2 separate regions of the Hordeum vulgare genome follow, and region 2 is linked to region 1. Evidence: chromatin contacts called from public Hi-C data. All regions are on one chromosome and are shown on one strand. Each heading gives the region's core, a stretch centred on a gene start, on an enhancer-like site or on the middle of the called end of the contact. The rest is flanking DNA. Distances are from core to core; before and after follow the strand shown. Region 1 holds the start of LOC123442891 (protein PHOSPHATE STARVATION RESPONSE 2-like). Region 2 has its middle 59 kb from the start of LOC123442892.

Region 1 (7,742 bases), core at 1,703-4,202:
TCGGACGTCAGCAATGCAGCAGCGCGTGCCCAAATGGTCCGAGACGGCATTGATCTTGTATAAGAGGTGCTAGGACCGACCTTGGACGCCCACGCATCGTGCAGGAGTGCAAAGGGTGATGGGCCCATGACCCCTGCGCGCTTAGGATTTAGACAGGCGGGCTGGCCTCTCTGTTGAGCCTAGGTAGGGCGACGACATGTTGACGTCCCGAGGCCGGGCATGACCCAGGAAAGAGTGCCCAACTAGAGGTTATCAAGCGTATTGGGAAATGTGGTGCACCCATGAATTCAACTATTCGAATAGCCGTGTCCACGATAACATGACGACTTGGAGTTGTATGCCGATCTAGTACAACTAGAATTGTGACTTAAAATTGAAATGTTTGGCTCCAAGATTGCTTTCTCGCATGGAGTCGAGGAAGAATCTTTGGGCGTTGCTAATAAAGTTGCTACATTATAATTATGCTAACCTGCACTCTTCTTATGTTGCAAGACACTGAAGTTGCTAGTCTTCGATAGGACTAGGCTTTCTCTCTATTCAGGCATTTATGTAGTCAAATCCAAAGAGATAGCTCCATTCCTTGATAGTAATGCATACTTAGCATAGTTTTGATGTCAGTCTTGCAAGTATTTTGGATGAGTACTCACCGTTGCTTTGCTCCCCTATTCCCCTTGTTACGATTGCTGCGACCAGATGACGGAACCCAGGAGCTAGCTGACTCCGCCGACGACAACTACTACCAGAATGGAGTATACTACTACGTGGAGGCTACTGAGTAGTTAGGAGGCTCTCAGGCAGGAAGCCTTGCCTTTTCGATCCACTGTTATGTTTGTGCTAGCCTTCTTAAGACAAAACTTGTTTACTTATCTATGCACTCAGATATTGTTTGCTTCCGCTGACTCGTTTGTATTCGAGCTTATGTATTCGAGCCTTCGAGGCCCCTGGCTTGTAATATGAAGCGTGTATGACTTTAATTTGTTTCTAGAGTTGTGTTGTGATATCTTCCCATGAGTCCCTAATCTTGGTTGTACGCATTTGCGTGTATGATTAGCGTACGATCAAAATAGGGGTGTCATAAGGTTGTGGAGTTTGGCGAATAAGGTTACTTTAGTTTTTTCTTTGACGGTGCCATGGAGCTATAGATGTTTATATCCTCACACAACTGGTTTTCAGACTGACGAGTTTACGTTTTATGGGGTTGTTGTTGGGTAAGATTTAAAGCGCGTCAGATTTTGCGGGTTGAAACCCGTTCTTGTGTTACCCGCAATCAAAAACCACCAAAACCATGAAACCTATAACATTTGGGCCTCATACAGACCCAGGCTAAGCAAAACCTTATCATTCCACCTCCCTCCCTCCAAAATTTAACTTCTAGTCGCCAATCCGCCACACCCGTGCATATAAACACTAGGCTTAGCCCGACCCCTCCCCCACCCCCCAAAATTGTTGTTTTGTTGAAGTGTTGCTACTATTTTTTTCTTGCTCGCAGGGACAGAATCCCCCGTGGGTATAGAAAACCTGACGAAGATGGGGATGGGAAAAAATTGTCCATGTGTACTGGGATGGAAACTCGACGAATTTGGATTTTTCTAATGTGGACAGGGACGAATAAGCAAAACTCAGCGGATTTCGTCCATGTTTCCATCTTGATAGGTGACAGTCGCATCGGGGCGTCTCCATATCCGCCGACTTATGAGTTGCGTACTAGATCATGATTGGCGTGCGTTGTTACACCTGCCCATTATTACAATAGAATGACCTAATTTTCATCTATATATACAACAAATATGAGAGTTAAATTTGCATGAAAAACATATATGACAGCTCATGTTGCATTGGAAAAAAATGAGGTGAGAACATATAGAAGGAGCATTTGGCCATTATCAGCCTTGGAATGGCACCCACTCATGTTGAGTAAAATATGATAGGTTAAGAATAAAAGAAAAAAATAAAGCAATTTGAATTACAATGCCTTGACATAAATGACCGGGTGAATTTGTTTTACATCTTTGGACATTTTCAAAAAGTGTTGAAGTAAAAAAGAATCATTAGAAGTACTCCCTCCGTTCTTAAATATAAGTCTTTTAAGCAATTTCATTAAGGGTCTACATACGAAGCAAAATGATTGAATCTATACTCTAAAGTATGTCTATATACATCCGTATGTAGTTCACTAGTGAAATCTCTACAAAGAATTAGAGGGTGCTTGGATTCAAGGGACTAAAACTAGTCTCTTTAAGAGGCTAAAGTTCCAAGCACCCCTGACTAAAGAGAGGCTAAAACTAGTCTTGATGCTAAAATCTTTTAGTCAGGGGTACCATTACTAGAATGTGCATTAGTCCTCTCTCTCTTCATTTAACTTCTCAAGCAAGTTCTGGATTGGAGAGTTTGGAGGATAATAAATGCTAATTAACTTGATTTTAGTTTTTTTAATATTTGGATCCAAGCATGGATGAGGCTAGGAAGTTTTAGTCTCATTACTTTTAGTCATGAGACTAAAACGTATCAAGCACCCTCTTATATTTAGGAACGGATGGAGTACAATGTAATAACTAATTACAATAAATGATATTTATACTGCTTATCAGATAGGCCATTCGGACCTTTGGGCTGGATATAGAGGCTGCGGTCGTACATGGTAATGCTAAAACATGATTTCGAATTAGTACGCTCATGCCGGTTTGATCTTTTGTGTGTCTGGCGACTGTGTATAATCTATCTATCCAGAGACCGGATATATGCTCATGATGTTTTGTATCCCATTGATACGAGTTAATAAAAACGTCCCTTTTCAAAGGAAAAAAATGATTCCCAAGGAGTGACAAGAGGTTCTCAGGACAAAAAAAAATGAGTGACCAGAGGAAAAACAGTAGTTTGTTTTCGTTTAATCAAATCTACCCTCCGGCCTCGAGTCAAAATCCCCCGAATCGGATCTCGAAATAAATAAATAAATAAGAAATCCCCCAAATCCAACCCCACGGTTTCCTCTCCGCCGTCGCGTACCTTTCGTCCTCCGTCCACCTACCCCAATCCGGCCGCTAGAGCTGCCGCCGTGCCCTACCTCTCCGCCGCCCCCTCCCCCACGCGCGTCGCCGCCGTCGCCGTCGCCGTCGCCGTTCCCTGCTCATCCTCGGCGCATCCATGCTGTCTCAGCCCCGTCGCCAATTTCGGCCATTGGCTTCTGAGGTACGAGCTAACCCCACTGACCTCCACTAATCTCGGCACACCATCTAGATCCGCCCCATGGGAGGGGCTATTAGACCCGTATAATTGTACTGGTATTGGTCACACGCTGCAATTGCAATTTTCGTTTGCTAGGACTAGGAGGATTCGATTGAGACTTCGGGTTATATGACAATCCTCAATTTTATCAAACATGATGTGATGATTCATTTGTTTCCCGCTCAAATTTGCTTCTCATACTGATGGTTAAAATGTTTCCTTCATAAGACTATCATGAACCCTGTTTTTTTTTTCCTTTCCTTATTGCAGGTGCGTCAGCCCTAGAAGGGGAGAAAATTTCAGAAGCCAAGAAAGGTCTCGCGAGCAGAGCAGGGGAGGGAAGGCTTACTTTGTGAGTGGACTCAGAGCATTCCACGTGCTTGTAGATGGAGAGGATAACCACCAACCCGTTCTACACTTCTGGGATCCCAGTAACTGTGCCATCACCTCTGCCTTCAGCCGCCATGGATGAAAGCTTTCCCAGGCTGCCAGATGCGCAGAATGTTCTGCTGGAGAGAGAACTGAGAAGAACACCTCTCCCGCCTCATCAAAGTGCTGTTGCTCCTACCGGTGGGCAGTTTCACCCCAGTACTGGGTCTGTCGGCCCCTTGCGTTCGCCCCCGGCTGTAAGGTTCTCTTCAGTTCCGAACCCCGAGCAGTATGCCGGTGCCAATCCTTACATTTCTCAGACGCCAAGCACTGGAAGTTCTTCAGCGATGATTTATGGATCACACCATGAAGGCTTTGAACCTACTTTTAATGGTTTTCCAAGAGATGTTGGACCAACGTGGTGCCCTGATCCAGTTGAGAGCATGCTTGAATTCTCCGATGATGTCCCTGTTGGAAACAATTTGACTGGCATCAGTCCTATTGCAGCTACAGATGAGCTCGCTAAGCAGACTGAATGGTGGACGGATTTTATGAACGATGACTGGAAGGACATTGCTGACAACGTAGGTGGTGCGAAAACTCAACCACAGGTATGCTGGCTGATTCTGCTATTTTGGTGAGTTGACCTGAGATGTAGCATCTGCTCTTCTTTAATGAATGAACTTGGTAGAAACTAGGGTTCTACCGGGTCTTGGCCGGAGGATATAGTGGAAGGAGGGGATCGGGCGTGGTCGCCGGCGCAGGGGCGCCGTCTCGCACGGATGGGGGCAACGACGCGATGGAAGAGGCGGCTAGGGTTAGGGCACCGGCTCCTAGTTGGAGCCGATCAAAATAGATTGATCTTTGCTTAATCTCAAAAGTGCTGATTACATGACTATATATAAGTTCTAAACTGGGCTAAGCCCCTAATATTTTTAAGATAACTGGGCTAGTTTGGCTAACTGGGCCTATGGTCAAAACATTTCTCCCCGCCTGCGCAAACAGCTCGTTCTCGAGCTGGACGTCTAGAAAATGTTGGCGGAACTCCTTGAGCTGCTCCCAAGGTGCCTTCGGAGGGTTGAGCTGGTTCGAAGTACGTCGTGCATCAAGGCCTAGAATGTCGTCGGCGCATTGGAGAGACCGAAAGGCATCACCAAAAACTCGAAGTGGTCGTGATGGGAACCAGAACGCAAATCGAGCGTAGGGAATAAGCGGGCCCCTGGCGGCTCTTCCTGGAGCTCCTGCACGACCGATATAGGAAAATTGACCCTCGTCGTCTTGGCAGTGAGAGCACGGTAATCGAGGCAGAAACGCCACGAGCCCTCGGGCTTGTGAACAAGGAGCACCGGTAAAAGGTCGCCGTGCCGCTTTAGGAGATGAGCCAACAGGGGTGGCTTGGAGTCTGCTATGGCGGTCGACAACTGAGAGGGAACTGCTGGAGAAGCGCCACCCTCGCCCTTCCACTGCACCATGCGCCCTTGACGCCAGAAAGTCATGGTCAGTGCGTCGAAGTCCCAAAGGATGGGTCCGAGCCTCCGCAAGAAGTCGACGCCGAGGATGAAGTCGTAGTCGCCCAAGTCGATGCCGACGCACGTGATGGCGAAGGACTCGTCGCCGATGAGGATGGGAACCTGCTGTGCAATTCCGTGGCAGCGGAGACGGTCACCATTAGCCACGGTAACTCGGAGCTGCTCGCCACCCGTCAGCTGGAGGGCCAGGCGACGCATAGTAGATGCGGGCAGGAAGTTGTGTGTAGAGCCCGTGTCCAGGAGAGCTAAGAGGCGCTCCCCATTAACCGTCACTGGCAACAACATCGTTGTTTCCGCTAGTATGCCGGCAAGGGCATGCAGGGAGACCACGAGAGCGGTGGCTGACGCCGGGGCTGCCGCCTCGGCAAGCTCGGAGGGAGCTGTATCCTCCGCGACATAGTCGTCCACCTCCAGGTAGAAGAGGCGCGGGCAGACGTGGCCTGGTACGTAGGGCTCATCGCAGTTGAAACATAACCCTTGGCGATGACGCTCGTTTTGTTTGGCCGGGGTTAGCCGACGGAACGGTCGAGTTGCTGCTGTGGCGGGCGGCCCTGTTGCCGGCTGGGCAGGCCGGCTGGGTGCAGACATAGCCGGCCGAGGGGGTGGGCGAGGTGCCTGGGCTGCGAACGCCTGCTGCATAGCCACCGTCCGCTGCTCGAACGCGCGGGCATAGTACATGGTCGTCTGGATGTCTTGCGGTCCCCGAAGCTCTACGTCCATGCGGATATGATCTGGCAGACCGCCGACGAAGAGCTCGGCCCGTTGATGGGCCGCCATGCCGGGCGCGTGGCACGCCAGGGCCTGAAAGCGGTCGGCGAAGTCCTGCACCGTGGAGGTGAAGGGGAGTCGGACTAGCTCCGCTAGTCGGCTCCCGCGTATCGGCGGCCCGAAGCGAAGGAGACAGAGCTCGCGAAAGCGCTCCCATGGGGGCATGCCGCCCTCGTCCTGCTCGAGGGCGTAGTACCACATCTGCGCGACTCCTCGGAGGTGATATGAGGCGAGCCAGGTGCGGTCCGACGCGAGCGTGTGTTGCCCCCGAAAGAACTGCTCACACTGATTAAGCCAGTTGAGGGGGTCCTCGGTGCCGTCGAAGGTGGCGAAGTCGAGCTTGGCGAAGCGCGGCGATGTCTGAGTATGACCATTGTGGCCGTACGGGTCGGCGGTGTGGAGCACCGCCGGGGTGGGGGACGTGCGGGGCCCCCCGTGAAACTGCCTGTCGGCGGCGGAGGACCCGCCGTACTGCAGGGTGGGCGCCGGCTGGTCGGATGCCATCGTATAGACCGGCGGCGAAGACGACCCGGCTAACCAGGCCGGAAGTGGTGACGGCGACGGCGGGAACCGGACCTGTTGATCGGGACTCCCACCGGCGCGGTGGTAGCCGACCCAGATTGAATGGGCGGAGGCGCCGGCAGCTGCAGCGGCTGCTGCAGGGGTGGAACGGACGCGGCGGCAGTCGCGAGGGTCGGCGACGGCCACTGCGGCCAGTGCGGGGTGTAGGCGGGGGGCGGCTGCAGCTGGTGCTGCAGCGGCCCAGCGAGCGCTGTGGAGGCCGGCGCCCACGGCGGTTGCCATGGCAGGAGCAGCGGCCCGGTGGCCGCGGCGGGTGGTGCTGCCGGCGGCGGCCCGTAGGGCCCGGCCAAGTAGAGGCAGATGCCCTGGACCGCGGTGGCGAGATTGCGGAGTGCTCCGGTGACTTCCTCCGGAGTGAAGACGGTGGGAACCGGCGCGGCGGAGGTGACCGTCACCGGCAGAGAAGAGGTGCCGACCATGGTGGCCGGCGGGGCGGTGGTGGCGAGCGGTGGTGGAAGGCTTGGGTTGGGCGGTGGCGAAGACATGATCGCACCTAAGCTACTTGTTACCAAACTGGTAGAAACTAGGGTTCTACCGGGTCTTGGCCGGAGGATGTAGGGGAAGGAGGGGATCGGGCGTGGTCGCCGGCGCAGGGGCGCCGTCTTGCACGATGGGGGCAGCGGCGCGATGGAAGAGGCGGCTAGGGTTAGGGCACCGGCTCCTAGTTGGAGCCGATCAAAATAGATCGATCTTTGCTTAATCTCACAAGTGCTGATTACATGACTATATATAAGTTCCCTAGGCTATAATAAACTGGGCTAAGCCCCTAATATTATTAAGATAACTGGGCCAGTTTGGCTAACTGGGCCTATGGTCATAACAGAACTATGCAAGTATGCAACGACATTAAAATCAATAAGATGTCAAGCTCGAATAAAGCTTGAGATTAGTTTAGAGCATGCTATTTGTGTGAACTGAACTGATGAATAAATATGGACAACTTCCATGCCTTGATTAGGCTAGGTTGTTATCGTGGCATTCTTTGAAATGATAATATACATTTGAAATTTATACAAGTCAAACCTTGTTAAACCCAGTGTGATCCCAAATTTTGTTCAGTTGAAACTAGGCATAGGCTTAGCGCATTGTGGGCACAGCCAGACTCCAGTTGAGCTTGAATTCAAGCTTATCTTTGGCTGGGTTTTATGTTTTCTTGGTATCCCTAACTACAGCATTCTGTATAGCTTAGCAAATTTCTTCAGTGTTACTTCTCTAGATATTGTAAACATGATATTAAGTGTTGACACATGCTTTCACACAGGCTGGACCGCC
Region 2 (7,742 bases), core at 3,358-5,857, 260 kb before region 1:
GCCAAAGAGATATTTTTATCAATAGGGATATTTGGGATATTTTTATAGTAACCCCGTCAGTTTTGAAGTCTTGACTATTAGAGTAAAGAAAACATGCATACCTTGTGAGGTCTTTGCCTATACCGTGCTTCTAATAAAAAAAGTAAAATAAAGTAAAAGACGGTTCACAATTCAAAACAGTGTCTAGGCTCATCTGCATTTGTTCAACTAAGTCATCTTGCAACTACTTATGAGTGTCTCGATGGAATTGAACGAACGGTTGAAAAGTGGCAGGAGATGGGTGCTCAGGCTCAACATTCTCACCCTGGAAATCAACCCCTTGGTCGTAAATGCTGTCATCATGTTCATCCTCAACAACCATGTTGTGCATGATCACACAAGTTGTCATCATCTCCCAAAGCTTGTGAGTACTCCATGTCAATCGAGGGTTTCGAACGATACCCCAACGAGATTGAAGCACACCAAACGCACTTCACATCTTCTCTAACACTCTCCTTTTGGACAAACCTTTGTCTTTTCTCTTCTGGTGGATTGGGTATGGTCTTCATAAGAGTTGACCACTGAGGATAAATACCATCAGCAAGGTAATATCCTTTGTTGTAGTAGTGACCATTGATCTCAAAGTTGACCTTTGGGCAGTGGCCTTCGGCAAGCCTAGCAAACACTGGAGAATATTGAAGAATGCTAATATCATTGTATTGATCGTCACCAACCTCTCTGTATCTGCGACATTTGGCTCTCTCAGGTATTCGGGGCCAAACAGAGCCACCACGGCCTTGCAGAAACTATACATTAATTGTAAACACGTGGACTCGAGTATTCATCCACAAGATCGCCATGAATTCCTTATGCAAGAAATGCGAATAGCCGCAGTGCATTTTTGATAAAAAGAGAAGCCAAGTTTTTCAAGGGCGTCCTCTTTGCATTCAAAGTAAGGATCGTATGCTACAACTGCCTCCCGGATACGATTGAACACATGCCTCCTCATTCGGAAACAACGATGAAATTGACGCGGTTTATAAAGTGTGGTTCTCTCAAAGTAATCGGAATAGAAAAGGTGGTGCCCTTTCTCCCTATTGCGGTTCAAGGCCGGAGCATGGCCGGGAATTGAACCCCTGAATCGAGGACGCATCCTACTGATGTGATCATGGACAACCAATGATGCCACCACCATGTCCTAATCGTTCGAGGACGAGTCATCCAATGGACAAACAAAGTTGTGAAAGAAATATTCATCCGCTCTATCCATGGTACCTTGCGAGCAAAGCGTCGAACACCTTGTGGTCGTGGTGGAGACACAACGGAAAAGGAGACCTTGTGGTCATGGTGGAGACGCGACAACAAAGCAAGGTGGGGGAAGAACAAGTGGCAGGAAGAAAAGGGGTCGTGCCGCCGTCGGGCAAGGTGGAGATCCAGAAAATAAACGAGGAGATTTGCTTAGGAATTTCCTTTAGTCTAGGTAACGGGGAGGGATGAAATTCTGGCTCGACCCTTGGGCCGGGGACGATCCTCTTCGGGTCAGCTTTTCGGCACTGTTCTCCATCTGTCTGGACCCTTCCCTTCTCGTCGCCTCCGCCCGACGACACGGGTTGTGTGAGATTAGGTTCAGATGATCCCTCAGACTGATAGAGACGGCCGAATGTGATCGCCTATTATCCGTCCTGCCCCAAGCCCTGCAGGCGCACCCAGGCACTGTGGAGTGGCTCCTATCCCCCTAAGGAATTCACGGTTAGTTCGGCTTATCACGCACTATGTCGCTCACCAGGTGTCCCCTGGATCACGCACCTATGGAAGGCTCCCCTTCCCCTAAAGATAAATTCGTGTGGCAGGCGCTCCGCAACCGTATCCCCTCGGTTACTGAGGTGCGGAAGCGGCATGGGACGGGAGACGGGTTGTGCCCCCTCTTTGCAGGCGAGGGGACGACATCTCATATTCTCTCCTCCTGCTTCGCGGCACGAGCCATGTGGGAATTCGTCCGGGAAACTCTTGGGCTCGACTGGGCGGCCTAGGACCTTGCGGAATTCCTGCATCTTAGGGCCAACCACCCAGGCCGTAGTCGCATGTTATTTTGGTTGATGGCATGGATCCTATGGACGACCCGCAGTAAAATGATGATTGAGCAGATTTTTCCTAGACGCGCGTCTGATTCATTCGTTAAATTCTTGGCTTTTATGCAACACTTGCATACATTGTCTAGACAGAGAGACTGGACGCGCCTGTACACCATGCTGGAAGTTCTCATCTCCACGACGCGCCGACTGGATTCCGCGTAGGCCCGATGCTCATGAACCACTAGGTGGCGTTTTTTCTCATTTCTTTTAGTTTCTTTGGACGAGATTGTACCGTTGTCCCGACATCTGATTGCACTTGACCTTGTGGGATGTATGGACGATTGCTTTATTTATAAATCAGGGTGAAAAACTATTTCAAGAGATGTCACAAGTGCACTAAATTTTGCACTCCAAAAAAGTTCAGAATCTGTGACTTGTTTTTTGCTCCTTTTGCTAATTTACTGGTTTACCATTTATGCTTGTTTCAACTGTGTCGGGGCTCCTTGCATTGCATGCATGCATGAACTAGCAAGACTCCAAATCACCGGGAGAGAGAACCATATCATAACTCGTGTTGAGTACCTTTTATATTTAGGGTCTGTTTACGACTCCTCTACCCCGTAAAATTCACTTCCGCTCTAAATTCACTTTAGAACGGTTTCATAAAGAAGCTGTAACTCTTTTAGTGAGCGTGTTTAGCTTTCTTTTAGCTCCAGCTTTAAGAATGAAAAATAGATGAAAACGATATATTTGATTGGATGAGTAAAAAACGGAGGGGTATCCACTTATTAGTGGTAGTGCTGGATAATTTTCTTTCAACTTCAGCTTCTACATATTTTTGAAGCACCTTCCGAAGAGCTTCACAAACAACATGAAGTTGTATCCTAGATTATAGTTTTTTTGTGGAACGACATGTCTTCGTTTGACTTGCATTTTCATGAACGGAACTGAATTTTAAGGAGCGAAGTAGTACCAAACAACCCCTTAGGACCCATTCGGATCCTCTCCACTCCCAGTTGCGGCTCCAGGAGCGGAGGGAGCGCCAACCTAATTTCAAGTAGTAGCTAAAACAAGGCTCCTCGTTTCCTCTAGAGCACGGAGTGGAATTTTAAATGGGAGAGATCCCGAACAGAATCTTAGAGCACCTACATCGGATCCCTTATATTTTCTTCAAACAACCAGACAAGCAGCACGGTTACAAAAAATTGACCGAGACGGGCCTCTCAAACCGACCTCAAATGCTCGGGCTCACCGGCATCCCTCATTTCCAACCTAAATATGGGACTGGTATAGGGGAGCCCGGGCGCGCCAGGGCACGCCTGCCTGGCCCGCACTGGCCCGCATCAACCCCACGTATATTTGTCCCCGCTCGCCGGACCAAACCCTAGACACTTCACTTCACCCCCTCCACTCCCATCCGCCACCCCTTGCTCACCTCCGAAGATCTTCGACCGTCTCCGGCATAGCGGGCAGCGGATCTGACTCCGACCAGTCTGAATCCATCGATTGGGGGGGGGGGGGTCGTCTCGTGCGGATTGGAGGAGGCAATGTCGGTTCGCATTGCACTCCGTCGCTCCCGCGAGGACATTGCCCGATCGATGGCAGGATCTATCCGCCGCGACTCCATAGAATCTGCTCAACGGGCGCTCGGTTCCTTCGGAGGATCGTCAAAGTCTCGGCTGGTGGATCCGGAGGCCTTCGAGTGCCACTGAGAACGGTCTGCTCGCCGTGGGAATGAGCGGATAAGGATCTACGAGGCCTTTCTAACGGAGGAAATAGCGAAGGCGGAGGCGGCTGATGCGGCGGCGCGGATGGCAACAAAAGAGGAAGCCATCCGCGCGCGCATTTTGAAGAAACGACAATCGGAGGAAAACGCGTGCCCTCGTCCGCGAACAAAATCGGGCGGTCCATGAAATGGCCGGACTACCACCAAAGGAGGAGAAGGAGGTGACTGATGGCGAGAACAGCTCCAATGACGAGCAGAACCGGCTCGATCCGTACTGCGTCTTCGGTCGGTACTTCCACGACAAGGACGACAAGGGCGTTGGGAAGGACAAGGGCAGCTATGGATGATCTCCACCATAGCCAGACATGTTAAATTTTGGCAGTCCGATAGCATGTTAGTTGCGATGGAGTGGCCGAACGATGTGTGTAATGCATCGACGTAGTAGTTGTATGAGTTTGTATGAATTTGAGGTGTCGGGACTTGGAATGCATTATTTGAGGCATGGCACGTCAGTGTTTGTGCATGCGCTCGGGCGTGTCCGTGGGCGTTTGAGGGCGTGGATTTGCAAGATCCGTTTGTAGATGCTCTTATATTTTAAGAAAATAAACAAAAAACTGGAGTTCGTTTTGTAAGAGTGATATGGCCATAGTATAACTAAGTGATGTGTGCATGCGCTCGCCGTGCGGTCCGTCCCCGGTCCACGACGACGGATACGGCCGATGAGAGACCACTCTCCGACGGCAACGGGCCGCTTGTACTCTGTCCCGAGATACATACACGAGGGGCTGCTGGGCCGTGACAGGGGGAGAACGCATCATCGCGCCTCGTATTCTAGTCCGTCTGCCTTGTCCTTTTCCCGCTCGCGTTCATGAACGGAGCCGAGCACCGACCGATCACGCACGTACCGGTATCTGTATGCCCAACAACCGACGGCGACGCCGCGCCCCCCGCCCTGGCCGTGACGTTTAGCGCCGTCTCTCTCCGACGATCAATCGCACAGGGGGACGCACACGTCCGTGGCTTTGGGATGGGTCGATGGGTGAAATACACCGAAGGTTACTGAATTTGCGTGTGTTCACTGTATGTATTTTGGAATATCATGTTTATATACTGTCACTAAGGTGTCATAGTGGACGCCCACAGTCACGAGATATGTATTCTGTCGAGGTGGCATATAGTTCAAGAGAGAATTCCTTACTTGACACTCTCTTAAAATTGTGTTTCTTATTTGGTACTAGAAAAAAAATTCTTCCCTATATGACCTCTAGTCTTAATTTTTTTCCCTATATGACACTCTAGTGCATTTTGTACACGTGAAAAGACCATTTTGTCCATATGTATAATGTGACCACAAATATGTATAAGATAATAGTTGTTTCAAGATAATATGACCCAGAGGTATTTTAATATACACATATGCAAGCTACTAGCAGGCTGCTGGATCGATATGCAACATACTCCCTCCGTTCCTAAATATAAGACCTTTTAGAGATTGCACTATGAACTACATACTGATGTATATAGACACATTTTAGAGTATAAATTCACTCATTTTGCTCCGTATGTAGTCTCCTAGTAAAATCTCTAAAAGGTCTTATATTTTGGAACGGAGGGAGTAGTTATTATTACTAGTTAGGATATCTAAATCTCCGTGACAGAAAAAGGAATAAAATTGATTGATTCCATTATACTGGTAGCAGATTGCTAATTTCCTAACTTGAATGTAGGTAAGTCCGTTATCCACGTTACGTCGTTACCTTACATGTCTGTCACAACCGAGGTCATATACTACTACTGCTGCTTTTTTCAGGCTCAATGCTACTATTAGGATATCTAAATTTCCGTGACAGATTAGTAGTAGTATTTACTAAGCATAAAAATACGACTACTGCTTTTTTAGGCTCAATGCTATATATTTCTGGTCACATTATGTATATGGGTAAAAAGGTCTTTTTACGTGTATAAAATGAACTAGAGTGTCATATAAGGAAAGAAATTATGACTATTGGTCATATAAGGAAGAATTTTTTTTTCAGTGTCAAATAAGGAACATGATTTTAAGGGAGTGTTAAATAAGGAATTCTCTCATAGTTCAACCCTTTGACCAGCTTCCGGGCGATAGCATTATGAATACATTTCTGTTTTTACCCCCTTCATTCTTAAATATAAGTTTTTTTTAGAGATTTTACTAAAGGGTTACATATGAAACAAAATAAATGAATCTATGCTCCAAAATATATGTCTATATACATTCGTATGTAGTCCTTCTAATAAAACCTTTTAAAAGAGTTATATTTAGGAACATAGGGAGTATTAAATTAAATAGTAATAATATGATGATATCTCAAAGATATACATGTTATCACATGGAATCATCTGCACATCTGTAACTAACAACGCTATAAGAAGGGTTGAACAAACGGTAACATAGCCAAATAATGGTTTGTTGGGAAGGTGAAAGGTTAGAGGCTTATCATGACATTTTAGGAGGTTTGACAAACAAGTGGGTTCTTCACACTGAAGAAGCGCTCATGGCTATGAAAGTTGAAGATGGAATGATTCCTTTATTAAAAAGGGCAGGAATCTTTGTAGAACCAAATAGCAGGCTGCCATCACCACCAGTTGTGTGTGAAGAGTGGTGGGAACAAGCAGAGAATTAAATTAGGAAAGGAAGTACAATGCAACAAAAGTATGATGACGATGAGGGTTTATGCATGATACAACGAGTTAATAGTTGTGTGACCTCTTTGCCTATAAAAGGAGATTATTTTGGATTGGAGGAAACGTCGTGAGACGACGACGGGCTTATGCCAATATATTCATGTCCGCACCAACCATGCTCCTTTGTTGTTGTGGCAAATGCTTGTGGAGGTTTGAGAAATTAACAATATATATCTCCTCTCTAGGATGCATGAGGCCATGCCGGTGGTCCATGGAGAAGTTGTTTGCTGCTCCTGCTCCCCAGCAACTCAAAGATGACGTTCAACTTACTATTGATGAGTTAATTGAGGTCAATTTAGGCACCGAGGAAGGCCCCTGAGCTACATATGTCAGTGCGTCCCTTACTCACGAAGAGCGAGAGAGTATAGAACACTCCTAATGGAATATCAATATTGTTTTGCTTGGTCATATAAGGAAATGCCTGCACTCGACCCTCAAGTTGCTACACACAAATTAGCAATCGATCCACAATTTCGGCCAGTAAAGCAATTACCAAGGCGCTTTCGTCCTCAGGTGCAGGGTCACATAGTGGATGAGGTGGATAAACTGATTGCTGCAGGCTTCATAAAAGAAGCACGATATCCTAGATGGATGGGCAATATTGTGCGAGTAGAAAAGAAAAATGGACAAATACGAATATGTGTATATTTATTTTCGTGAACTCAATCGTGCTTGCCGTAAGGATGACTTCCCCATTCCATTGACGGAGATGGTGATTGAATTAGCTACAGGATATCGTGCTCTTTCGTTTATGGATGGATTTTTCGGATATAATCAAATTAAGAACACAACATTTAGAATGCATAGGGGAAACTTCTTTTATACAGTAATGCCGGTTTAGAAAAATGTTGGTTCTACCTACCAGAGGGCCATGACACACATGCTTGGTGACCTCATACATCAGTCAGTTGAGTGTTACATTGACGATATGGTATTAAAATGAGAGAAGTAGGAAGACACATGGATGATCTTCGGGTCGTGTTGTTTGAAAGATTGAGGAAACATCACATCAAGATGAACCCCCTCAAATGTGCATTCGTTGGGCAGTCAGGTGTGTTTCTTGGCTTTATTGTTCACCATCGATCGTGGCATAGAGATCCAGCCAAAAAGAATTAAGGCAATTGTTCCCACAAAATGTAAAGGAGTTGAAATCTTTGTAGGGAAAGCTGGCATATATTCGACGTTTCATATCAAATCTTTCAGGTCGAATCCAGCGGTTCTCCAAACGCATGAAGAAGGGTGCA

What was found. Hi-C and Micro-C count contacts between places; a contact is called where the count stands out from the background.
Region 2: a Hi-C map of leaf shows a contact between it and region 1, with 2.5 times the contacts expected there. The contact joins the enhancer-like site here to the promoter of LOC123442891 in region 1. A contact is called at or near these places in 2 of 6 Hi-C or Micro-C datasets (leaf and seedling).

Annotation. Positions count from the first base shown.
Region 1 is chr3H:43,298,346-43,306,087 of MorexV3_pseudomolecules_assembly, reverse strand. It overlaps LOC123442891 (protein PHOSPHATE STARVATION RESPONSE 2-like), which reads left to right and starts at 2,952. Exons shown (of 9, transcript XM_045119068.1): 1 at 2,952-3,186; 2 at 3,493-4,202; 3 at 7,732-7,742. The coding sequence starts at 3,609.
Region 2 is chr3H:43,563,441-43,571,182 of MorexV3_pseudomolecules_assembly, reverse strand. No RefSeq gene overlaps it. Among protein-coding and RNA genes, the nearest start is that of LOC123442892, 59 kb to the left of the region's middle. Within about 2 kb of position 4,607, at least 3 of the 3 cell types and tissues checked have open chromatin away from gene starts, as enhancers often do. A contact at or near this core is called in leaf and seedling, where this site is marked.